Regions from separate parts of the Gossypium hirsutum genome. Here region 1 is linked to region 2. A link is a contact called in public Hi-C data. All regions are on one chromosome and are shown on one strand. Each heading gives the region's core, a stretch centred on a gene start, on an enhancer-like site or on the middle of the called end of the contact. The rest is flanking DNA. Distances are from core to core; before and after follow the strand shown. Region 1 holds the start of LOC107951138 (14-3-3-like protein B). Region 2 holds the start of LOC107951392 (GEM-like protein 1).

Region 1 (5,508 bases), core at 46-2,545, 250 kb before region 2:
CAAAATTATAGTAACAAATCAATTTACATTATTAATAAATAAAGAAATTTCAACAAGTTATTAATTTATTTTGATGTTTTAAAATTATTTTACAAAAGTATCAATGAAACTTATTGTCTTTAATAGTTGTTTACGAAACTCAAATTTATTTTAACTATATAATCTTGAATTTTCTATGTTAATCTAGAAGTAAAGAAAAATCCTTACAATTAAATAAATAAATTAATTTTATCTACCATGCCAAGCAATAGTCATAATTTTTCATCACTTATTTACCCAAGCATAGAACAAACAATTAATTTAATTAATTTCAAGGATATTTTTCTTTACTTTTAGCTTAGCATGGAAGAATCCAAATTATACAATCAAAATAAATTTAAGCTTCATAGACAATTATTATATATAAGTTATTTGTTGATTTTGTTAATTTTAAAATTTAAAAGGAGAATAAATTAATTAATTTTAATATTATAATACAAATCGATTGACATTATCAATGGATAAAATTGTTTCAATAGTTTATTCAATTTATTTTGATGTTTTGAAATTTAAATTTTGATATTAAAAAATAGAATTTTCAACAATAGAATAAACAATTACAAATTGACAAATTTTGTGTATTATTTTAGTTTCTACCTCTTTTCACTTTAATCTTTAATTTTTTACCCTAATCAATATTTAAAAAAGATATCTTTTAGGTGACCAAAATAAAAGTGTAAACATAATGTAATGTGTATAATTAACAGTCATTAGAGATTAAATATTTAGATAATTAAAATGAAAGCATCCTAAAAATTAGATGATCAAATTGTAAAAATTTTATTTTAAGTGATTAAAATAAAAATACTCTAAAAATTATGTCACCAACTAAGTAGTTTAGCGTTGTTGTTATACAAAGTGGTCTGCATTAAGATGCAGTTCCAACTTCATCCAGCCCATTGGAAGCGTTTTAAGCCGTATCCATATTTTAGCATAATTCATTCCATAGATAGGAATTTTTGAATAATAAATATTTTTAAAAAGTTGGTGTATTATATTATAGCAGAGGAAAAGTTAGAGCTTTAAAACTTTTATTTTGGTTGGCTGGCCTGCTGCAACACAAGGAAAGCCGCCAAAAGGAATACAATTTAAAAAAACAAAGGCCAGCTGGAGAGAACTATAAACGACGAAGCCTTTGATAGAGTTTGATTTGATACTCGCGTTGAAAACGTTATCAGTCATGCTCAAACGACACCGTTTCGAGCTGGATTAGGTCCCACTTATTACAGGCAAATCTTATCTCCAAAACCGCCCAATTCCATTTTAAATCCTGAATCATTAGTTTTCAAATCCAGATTCCCCAACAAAACCATACTTTTCTTCGCTCAAAAATTCAATAATAAGTCTATCTTAATTAAATAAAATTAAGAAAAACAAAAAACCAACAACCAATTCTATTCTCATTTTTAGTTACCATTATACCCTCCTCAACCTTGCGTTAAAAAAAAAAAAAAACCCCTCTAAATCTTCAGGCCTTCAGCGTCCCTCCCGAAAGCGAAGGCAAAAAAAAAAAAAAACTGAAAAACGTTCTCTCCCTCGAAACCCACCATTACGGCAAATGGCGACGACGGTCACCGGCAACCTGAGCCGCGATCAGTACGTTTACTTAGCGAAGCTATCCGAGCAAGCTGAGCGCTATGAGGAGATGCTTCAGTTCATGCAAAAGCTGGTCCTCGGCTCAACCCCAGCCGCTGAATTAACCGTCGAGGAAAGGAACCTTCTCTCCGTCGCCTACAAAAACGTCATCGGATCTCTACGTGCCGCGTGGAGAATCGTTTCTTCCATCGAGCAGAAAGAAGAAGGTCGAAAGAACGAGGAACATGTTGTGCTGGTTAAGGAGTACAGATCCAAGATTGAATCCGAGTTGTCGGAAGTTTGCGCTAGTATCTTGACTTTATTGGAGTCGAATCTGATCCTCTCTGCTACTGCTAGTGAGTCCAAGGTTTTCTATTTGAAGATGAAAGGAGATTATCATCGCTATTTAGCGGAGTTTAAGGTTGGTGATGAGAGGAAAGCTGCTGCTGAGGATACTATGTTGTCTTACAAGGCTGCTCAGGTAACATTTTAACTCTAGCTCAAGCTTTGACTGAATAGTTGAATTTTACAGTACAATTTTGGATGTTGACTTGGGGGAATATGACTTTACGGTTGGGGCTTCGATTGTGAAACCTCTTTCATATTTTCTTCTTCCAAAGTTGATTCTTTAGATTTTTGTGTTGAACTGAATGAAGGATATTGCACTGGAGGATCTAGCACCGACGCACCCTATCAGATTGGGGCTTGCGCTGAATTTCTCGGTGTTCTACTATGAGATTCTCAATCAGTCAGACAAGGCATGTAGCATGGCTAAACAGGTGCGTTTTCCTGTTATTTTTGTTACCACTTTATCATGTTTTATGCTATAAATCCACCATTTAGTTTAATCTGGAGCCTATTAGATTAAAGTATGAACCAGCATTAGTTAAATAATTTTTTGTTCAGATAATTGCAAAAAGATAGCTCCATTTGTATTTGTTTGATTCTCATCATTCTATTACTTTAAACTCACTTCTCATTTTGAAAATTTTGAACTTGGGAAGAAACTAGTGTTAAATCAGGGTGTTAGCTATAGTACATAATGTTTTTTGATGTAGATCTGCTAAACCAAATCCTTATGAGCAATTAAGTCATATATATTTGGAGGGTGATATTCCATATCCGTGTCTTAATAAGTCAGATACGGGTGTTTTAAGAAAAATGAAGAGTTGAACAACATAGTAAGATGGTAGGTCAGTGAACAAACTTGAAATACTTAAAGAGTTGTAGTTAGATAGGGAACAAATTGGTACAAGATTTCCCAAATTTCAATAGATTTGTGCTGGCCGACGAAGAATTGTTTCTTTCTTCTCGCTATTATCTTGCTTATGTTTATGGGGAGAGAATAAATGGAATGAGGCTAACCTCTGAAATCATTGCAAAATAACTTTCGTAATTTGTTTTAAAACATTCTTTGTGATATTCTTGGGTGTCGATGCATGGTTGCTTGTCATGGTAAGAATAAATCATAAATTAATTTCGGAAATTCATTAAATATGGCTTGTTTTTCTTTAAAAAAGGCATTTGAGGAAGCCATTGCTGAGCTTGACACACTGGGAGAAGAGTCATACAAGGATAGCACTCTCATTATGCAACTGCTAAGGGATAATCTTACTCTCTGGACTTCGGATGTGCAGGTCATTGCCCTCCCTTCCTCTACCCTTCCTCTTCCCCTCTGAAGCAGGAGCTTGTTTTATCTATCATTTTTATTAATGCTGATTACATTATTATGTTGTTTTTTTGTTGTTCCTTTTATTGTAATTGGCCCAGATGATTAGTTCTTTTTAAGGTTTAAATCTAGGGCAAGGAATAAAGTCTTATTTGCAGGAAAGGCTAGTATAAATAAGTTACTAAGCTTTATGATCAACATTATTCTTATTATATTCTTTGAATGAATAGAAAAAAGACCCTAAAGGTTCCCTATACCCCTTCGTTTTTAAAAGTTTCAACTTTCTACTCGTTTTTCAGTCCTAATTCTGCAAATTTACCATTGATTTCCCCCTAGTCCACATTATCCTCACCCATGTTAGCCCCTCTCAAGGGCACACACAAACTCCATGCTAACAGGGATTTTGACACATGCATTAACCCATGCCTAACTCAGTGTGATGTTGATTTTCATGCAGGACCAGTTAGATGAGCCGTAGAAGGTGTGTTATAGCGGTGTTGGTCCTATTCTTCATCTGAAGGAGGTGGGCTTTGAATGTCATTTGATTCTCTGATTACAGTGTGTAATTTAAAAAATGGGAAGCAACCCATGGCAATGATGTTGCTATATTCTGTACTGAACTTGTTTTTGGAATGTGGAAGTGATTTTTATTAGAGTAGCATTTGGGCATTATTTTTTTTTTTGTTTATTTTATCTTCATCGAACAGTTAGTCGTTTCCTGAATCACTTGTCTTCCAATATTTTGGGTTGAATTCTCTGAAGTATCGGGCTAAGTTAGGCAGGTTTGCCTACAGTTTTGTGCTGTCTTCTTTCAAAAAATGAGATGCCAAATCCGCTTCCTTCCACGGTGGATGATAAAGCGGTGTTAGCAGTGGTTTTGGTGTTAGACGATAGAGAATCTCGAATCTCACTGAGAGAAAAGAGGTTTCACTTTCACATCGTATAAAGCTGTAGGTCAAGTTGATGTTCATCTGTCATGATGTCTACAATTTGCATTTAGGAAGACGGCTGATGGCACGAGATGAAACATCATTGATTTGTCGTCGTATGGACAATACTATCTGTTGCCACGTTAACCAAGATATGTATCCCGTCCCATCTCTAAAAAGCTGAAAGAATAACGTCTCATAATTACTCTCATTAGTCTCGTCGCGTTTGATAAATCAGATTTGATTAGGTTTGAATTTGGATAAAAAAATTTACACCAGCAGATTGGTAATCGACTTGAATTTAATTTAAATGATAAAAATGTAAATTTTGTATTAAAATTTAGTATAAAAATATATAAAATAGTAGCTGAAAAATATTTTTTAATAATTTATATTTTTTAATAGTAAAAGGTCTCTTTGAGTAGGCCAAATTGACATGAACGACGTGCTTGAGTATGAAAAATATTTTATAATTGAGCCTCGCCTGACACAAACACTTTTAATCTCAACTGGTACTAAAGAGGCTTTTGAATCAAACATTTAATATTATGAGTGAAAATATTATATTTCAAATATGAAAATATTATTTCGAAGATAATATAATATCATTAACAAGGTAAGATTCAATAATATAAGAATTAATGAATAATAATACAATATAAGGATTAATCTTTATTTTTCCTTAGTAATCTAATTAACATTTTGCATGAAATGTTACTTTTATGCTAATTATACCTTCATTTTCTATTATTTGCTTAAAGATGTTCTCAAATCATATCAAAATAAACATATTTTACTAGAAAACAAAATATGTTTTTATGCTAGTCCTAGATTGCATGAAAGACTTGTTCTTTAGGAAAAAATAATTAAAGTTGCTGAGTCTCATTCACTTCCATAGCTTCTTGTGGATGATTTCATTGAGGTGTTATCCTTTATTGACAAAAGAGGTCTCCTTGTAAATTCTTCGCGTATACAACTTCCAGAGTTGTCTCAACAGCTGTAATCTTATTCACCTCGGTTTCTTGGACCTTGTTTTACTTGGTCAAATATGTGTGTTTGCCCTAACCTTATTCAAGAGCGCATTGATTTGGCTTTTGCTAACCAAATTTTTATACCTTGAATATCTTGTTACTCACCTCCCAAAACCTATTCCGATAATTGCCTGATCCTTCTCAATCTTCACACTTCAAGACATCAATTTGGCAATAAACCTTTTTGGTTCCAATCCATGTGGTTCAGTCATCCCACCTTCTCCCGTCTTGTTTCTAATAGTTTGGATGCAAGGATCAAACCTCT
Region 2 (5,397 bases), core at 2,149-4,648:
GAATAGAGGTGTTTGGTGCAATCGTTTGCCATTGATCATTACCAAGCGACTGATCTAACCTTTGAAAAAGATTTCCCCTACTCCAAGTGTACATATAACCCTAAAAACCCAAATTAGTCAATCCAAACAGAAACACAAAGGAATTAAAACGACTACATCCGGCTTTACATGACTCAAACTCGTCTCGTCTTTGCTCACAACTCAAAATGGCATCGAAGTCACCCGCGATTAACCACAGATGTTCAACATCCACAGCAATTGCTGCCAGATTCTCCCATAAAAGTTCCCCCCACTGTTTATTGTGAGGCATCAAATTGAAGGTAAGATATTGGTTAAATTTAAATGTAATGGTTGAACCACTCTCAAAGCTTTTTTTTATAAATTTATTCATTTTTTGGTCCACGCGCAAATCTATCAAAAGTTGATCTGACAATGACATGCACATTTCAAGACGTGTTGAAACTAATACTGGACTCCTATCAGCTTAAGCTTTAAGCCATCCCATTTAACCAATACATTTATTAGGAATGAGTAAATACGAAAATAGGACCCACTTCTTCTTCTTTTTTCTTTTTTGGTACATCTGTTAGTCCAAGAAAAGGGGGACTATAAACTAATAACTACTCGGGTTCTCCTAGGATTCTTAAAGAAGGTTGAGGGCAGGTGGAGGAGATAAAAAGGGTGAAAGAAGGAAATTGTGGGGACTGACTATATTTGCATAATTATTAGGGAGAGGAAAATTAACCTTTCATTGAAGGGCTTAGTCAAAAATTGCAATTGAACTGGAATAAGATAAATTTATTTCCTGGTCAATCCAATCTAGTTCGACCTTAATTATTATTTATTAATTAAATTTGGTATATAATATTTTTATAAATATATAAATACTAATAAGGAATCATTGGTATTGTAAAAGGTAATGTATATATTAAAAAAAAGTATAAATGAACACACATCTAGTATTAAACCATTCAACAAGCCGATACCTTACAGACATCAGTAAAACATATCCACCAACAACTGACGAGTTTAGGAAACAAAGGAATATCGGAATATAAATGCAAATGTAAAACAAGACTATGCTATTTCAACTCTGACAAATCTGGCTCAACATATTAACATCATGAGCTCCGGGCTGGCTGCAATGGTCGTTGAAGATTTTTAACAGCACTGTCATAGTGTACAAAGCCCATGAACCAAAATTCATGGTTGTCAACTGATATTATCTGGATGTATTTCTCAGCTGAGTTTGCCTTGCTTGTTGATGGATTCACTGCCCTTAGTTGATGTAATGGAATAGCCACCTAAAATCACATTAATAACCGTTACAACAAGTTTAATTAAGGATCAATAAAATTTGCCAAACAGCTGAGTCACTTGTTGGTAAGATGCCAGTTTCATAGTTCTAGCGATCAGGGATCAAAATTTGACAAACACGGACAAGCAGAGATGTATCTTTGACAAATCACATACACATATATCCTGATAAACCAAACAAGAGGAGGACATTCAAATATTTCCATATTTTTGGAGAATTCCTTGAAGAATCATGTCCGGATATGTGTTGCATAAAGGTATCAAACAAGGGTACTGCTACAGAAAAAGAGTTAGAAGCAATTTAGAAACTCTATATCTGGATTTTGTCACTGAAGGATATTGGAAAGGAAGAAACAAAACACACGTTACGGAATATCTAACATTCGTATTAAGATGGGGTACATAAACTACCTCAGAAAAATCACTTATTTTACAACTCATTTCAATAGCCTTACCTATTCCATTACCAACTTCTCCTTATTAATAAGTTTAAGCAAACACAGCTTTAACTACAAAAGCACTAACTCAAAAACTAGCACTACGGTAACCAAGCAGGAAAAAGAACAAATCAAAGATGATGAAGACCTTATGAAACAAGGGGACTACAAAACTTTAGCAAATAACTCGAACAGGTCATAAGTCATAACTGCAGATGCTTATTTAAAAGCAAAGGTTTAATCTAACAAAGCATCCGGGATCGGCAACTTTTGGTGGAACCACATAGATGATAGAAATAGAATCATCAAGCATTGAGCCCACGATATGCTAATTTCAAAACATGTAATCAATAAAGGGAAAAAAATCCATAATTCATGTCCTTTTAGTGATATATGGAACTGCCTGGGAATGTAAAATCTAAAAAAATCAGTCTACACTCAACCCTAACCAATTAGACACAGATGCAATGACTTGACCAACTGAAACGCATAACATAAGCTCTTATACCTTATAGTAGCTCCATTGAGTCTGAGCACCAACTTGGTAAGACAGAGGATTGTCGCTACAAAAAGCAAGCTTTTGACTTGACAAATATAAAACTCCCATAACAGGACCAGCCGAGGTGGACAAGTAACATGCATAAGTCTTCAGAAGCTGTTCCTCAGGAGCAGTCTCAAATGTTGTTCGGAAAATCTTGTCATAACCACCTTCTGCAAGAACTTTGGTACCCTGAGCAATTCTTCCTACAGCAGCATCAGCAAAACTTGGCCCAGTTTTCACTGTTGCAACAACAACAACAAAAAAAAAAACCCATAAACTTACTAATTATATATACTTCATATAACATAATCCAATCAACTGATATCGTGTATTGAGAATACCCTAATGCTATACATTTGAAATGTATAAACTATTAAATAGATATTCAACAAATCCATAATTTTGAAAACTAATCTGATATTTACATATATTTATTTATCCATGATTTACAGTATTTTTGAAATCCAAATTCAAACACTACCTAAAATTCATATTAAAAATTCAAGAGTCACTGAGTCTATCGTGCAGGGGAACCAAGGGTGGTCAATAAAGAGAAATAATTACAATGTTGCGACATGTTCCCAGCTATCTCTTTTGCCTTCTTAGTATCCTCCGCCGCTTTCTTTCCCAATTTCCCTAACACCTCTTTCACTGCTCCCATCTTATCTGCTAAACGAAAGGGCTTAAATATGAATGGTATTCAAATAAAAAGAACAAATTTAGTAGAAGGTGAAGCAAGTGGGTTACTCTTGACGGAAGATGATCGAACCGGAGCAGGAGAAACGTAAGGATTCGACTCAGCCGGCATGGTGGTAGCAGCGCTGCCAGAGAACGTCGCCGGCCCTTGATTAGGCTGCGACTGGGAACCCATGGAAACGTTAGTCCAATTCTCCGGTGGAGGAGCGACGTGCTTGGGGTCTAATTTCGGGTACGGAGCGTAATCGGAACAGAGAGGCGGCACTCGGGCTGAGTCCGAGGATGTTGTGGACTGTTTGGCTTCGGGGATGTTGCTAGGATCGGACTCTGGCTGGCTCATGATTTATATATATGGATGTTGGGATCAGAAGAAACAGAAATGGAAAATATTTTAAGGGGTCAAATCGTGAAGGAATATTGTAGGATTGATTCGTCGTGGGGTTGAATTTGGTTACGTTTGTTTCGCTGTATTGGATTAGAGGTGTATTGGATTAGAGGTGTAATAGTAAATTAACTGTTTGGTTAAATGTAATGGAATAGAGGCGTAATAGTAATCTTGTGTTTGGTTGAATGGAATAGAGGTGTAATAGCATAATGGAAAAAACTAAAATGACTAGAATACCCTTACCATAAATTTGTTTTGGTAAATGATTATTGTTATTGTTATTTAAATTTTAATAAGATTATTATTATCAATAATAAATAATTTAATCATATTTAAACATAATTATATTAGATATATTATAATTAAAATATAGAATTTAATAAAATTCTTAATAATCAATATTCTTATATGAATTTACTCAAATAATAATATATGATACTATAAAATATAAATTAATATAATTATTATTAAATATATTATAATTAAAATATATAATTTAATAAAATTCTTAATAATTAATATTCTTATATGAATTTACTCAAATCATAATATATGATACTATAAAAGGTAATTTGAAATAATTAATATTAAATATATTTTAATTAAAATATATGATTTAATAAAATTTAAAATAATTATAACTAATAAATTATCTTATATGAATTTGTATAATTTAAAATAATTATTATCTTAGTCAAAATATGACTAATTTTCCGAAGCATGGGAAGAGGATTTATCTAGTAATTTTAAAATTTATCTCAAAAATGCTTAAATTAATAAATTGCAAAAAGAAAAAGAAAAAATCGAGAGGTATTTGGGTCAGACTCAAGTTATTTCCAAAATGTGTTCGGATGCTTAAATTAATGAATGAAAAATCACATAAGCGATAAAGTGGCAAAACATTTGCATATTATACAGCTTTAAAGAAACTTAGAATACACAACAAATGATGTTTGCATTCTAAAATATGGTAAAAAATATATTGCTTTAACGAAAATACAACAAAACAGATCCCAATACCATGCCCCATGGTTCTAAATTTACCCACTCTTACTTCGACCAAGCGACCGTATCGATTTCAGCTTGTGCACTCCTATATAATTCCAGTCTCTTCGCAAGAGCGGATCGGCGTTCCATGATTGCTGGATCCTCATTCAGTAATGCCGATAATCGTTTTTGCTACAAAAGAAATTTCCCAGAAATCATTCACTGATCATTTGTTTCACCAAAATAAGTAACAGACGGTAAGTTGACTCTTATAAACCTTGAAGAATACTAAACTCAATGTCAAAAGATAGAAAAATAGCAGGCAAATTTTATTTGGTACATGAACAATATAAGCAAAGATGGGAATATACCGGAGTTTCACTCATAGCCTTGTGAACCAGATCCTTCAGAATGGAATGAGTCTGAAAAATGTAACAAATGAAATCAATCCAATTTGAAGCATCAGTCTATGACCAACATGATCCCTAGTAAACCGAGACCTTAATAGCAGTTAAAAATTATCAACATTTTTTATGTAAGACAACTAAATAGTAGAGGATAGCAAGAATATTGATACACATACAATGCAAACAATCAAATTAAAGCCATCATTTATTGTACCTGAGAGACCAGCCTGTTGAGATTAGTGTAATTCATTGGTTACATGTTGTCGTCTGTATTTGTGGTCTGGAACGTCCAACAAATCGAACAAATCCTGAACCAAAAACCTTTCTCCTTCTTTGGTGGTGCTGCCTTGGTATCCCTCTTGGCAATGAGATCAGCCATGAACTCAACAACAGCCTAATGTAGAAAGAAGTTGAATGAGTTAGTAGCTCATAAGAAATCAAACAGGAAAGGTCCCAGCAAGTTAAATTTGTAGCTAGATTAGCATTACCTGAGCACCCAATTTGATTACTTCTCTTGGTGGAACTTCCAGGGGAGTCTCATCTGCTCGGAAAACTCTCAATTTCGACAATAATCTGAAAGACTCGGGTAAAACTCTGATCTGGTTGTCACTTATGTCCAACTCTTCA

The links. Hi-C and Micro-C count contacts between places; a contact is called where the count stands out from the background.
Region 1: a contact with region 2 is called in a Hi-C map of leaf, with 5 times the contacts expected there. The contact joins the promoter of LOC107951138 here to the promoter of LOC107951392 in region 2. A contact is called at or near these places in 7 of 34 Hi-C or Micro-C datasets (hypocotyl, leaf and seedling).

Annotation. Positions count from the first base shown.
Region 1 is chrA02:17,180,103-17,185,610 of Gossypium_hirsutum_v2.1, reverse strand. It overlaps LOC107951138 (14-3-3-like protein B), which reads left to right and starts at 1,295. Exons shown (of 4, transcript XM_016886073.2): 1 at 1,295-2,095; 2 at 2,271-2,393; 3 at 3,135-3,251; 4 at 3,741-3,941. The coding sequence starts at 1,598. The coding sequence ends at 3,761.
Region 2 is chrA02:16,930,363-16,935,759 of Gossypium_hirsutum_v2.1, reverse strand. LOC107951392 (GEM-like protein 1) reads right to left here and starts at 3,398. Exons shown (of 4, transcript XM_016886441.2): 1 at 3,043-3,398; 2 at 2,860-2,961; 3 at 2,263-2,534; 4 at 908-1,304. The coding sequence starts at 3,331. The coding sequence ends at 1,122. It overlaps LOC107952560 (a long non-coding RNA gene), which reads right to left. Exons shown (of 4, transcript XR_005907823.1): 2 at 5,259-5,397; 3 at 4,985-5,164; 4 at 4,210-4,785.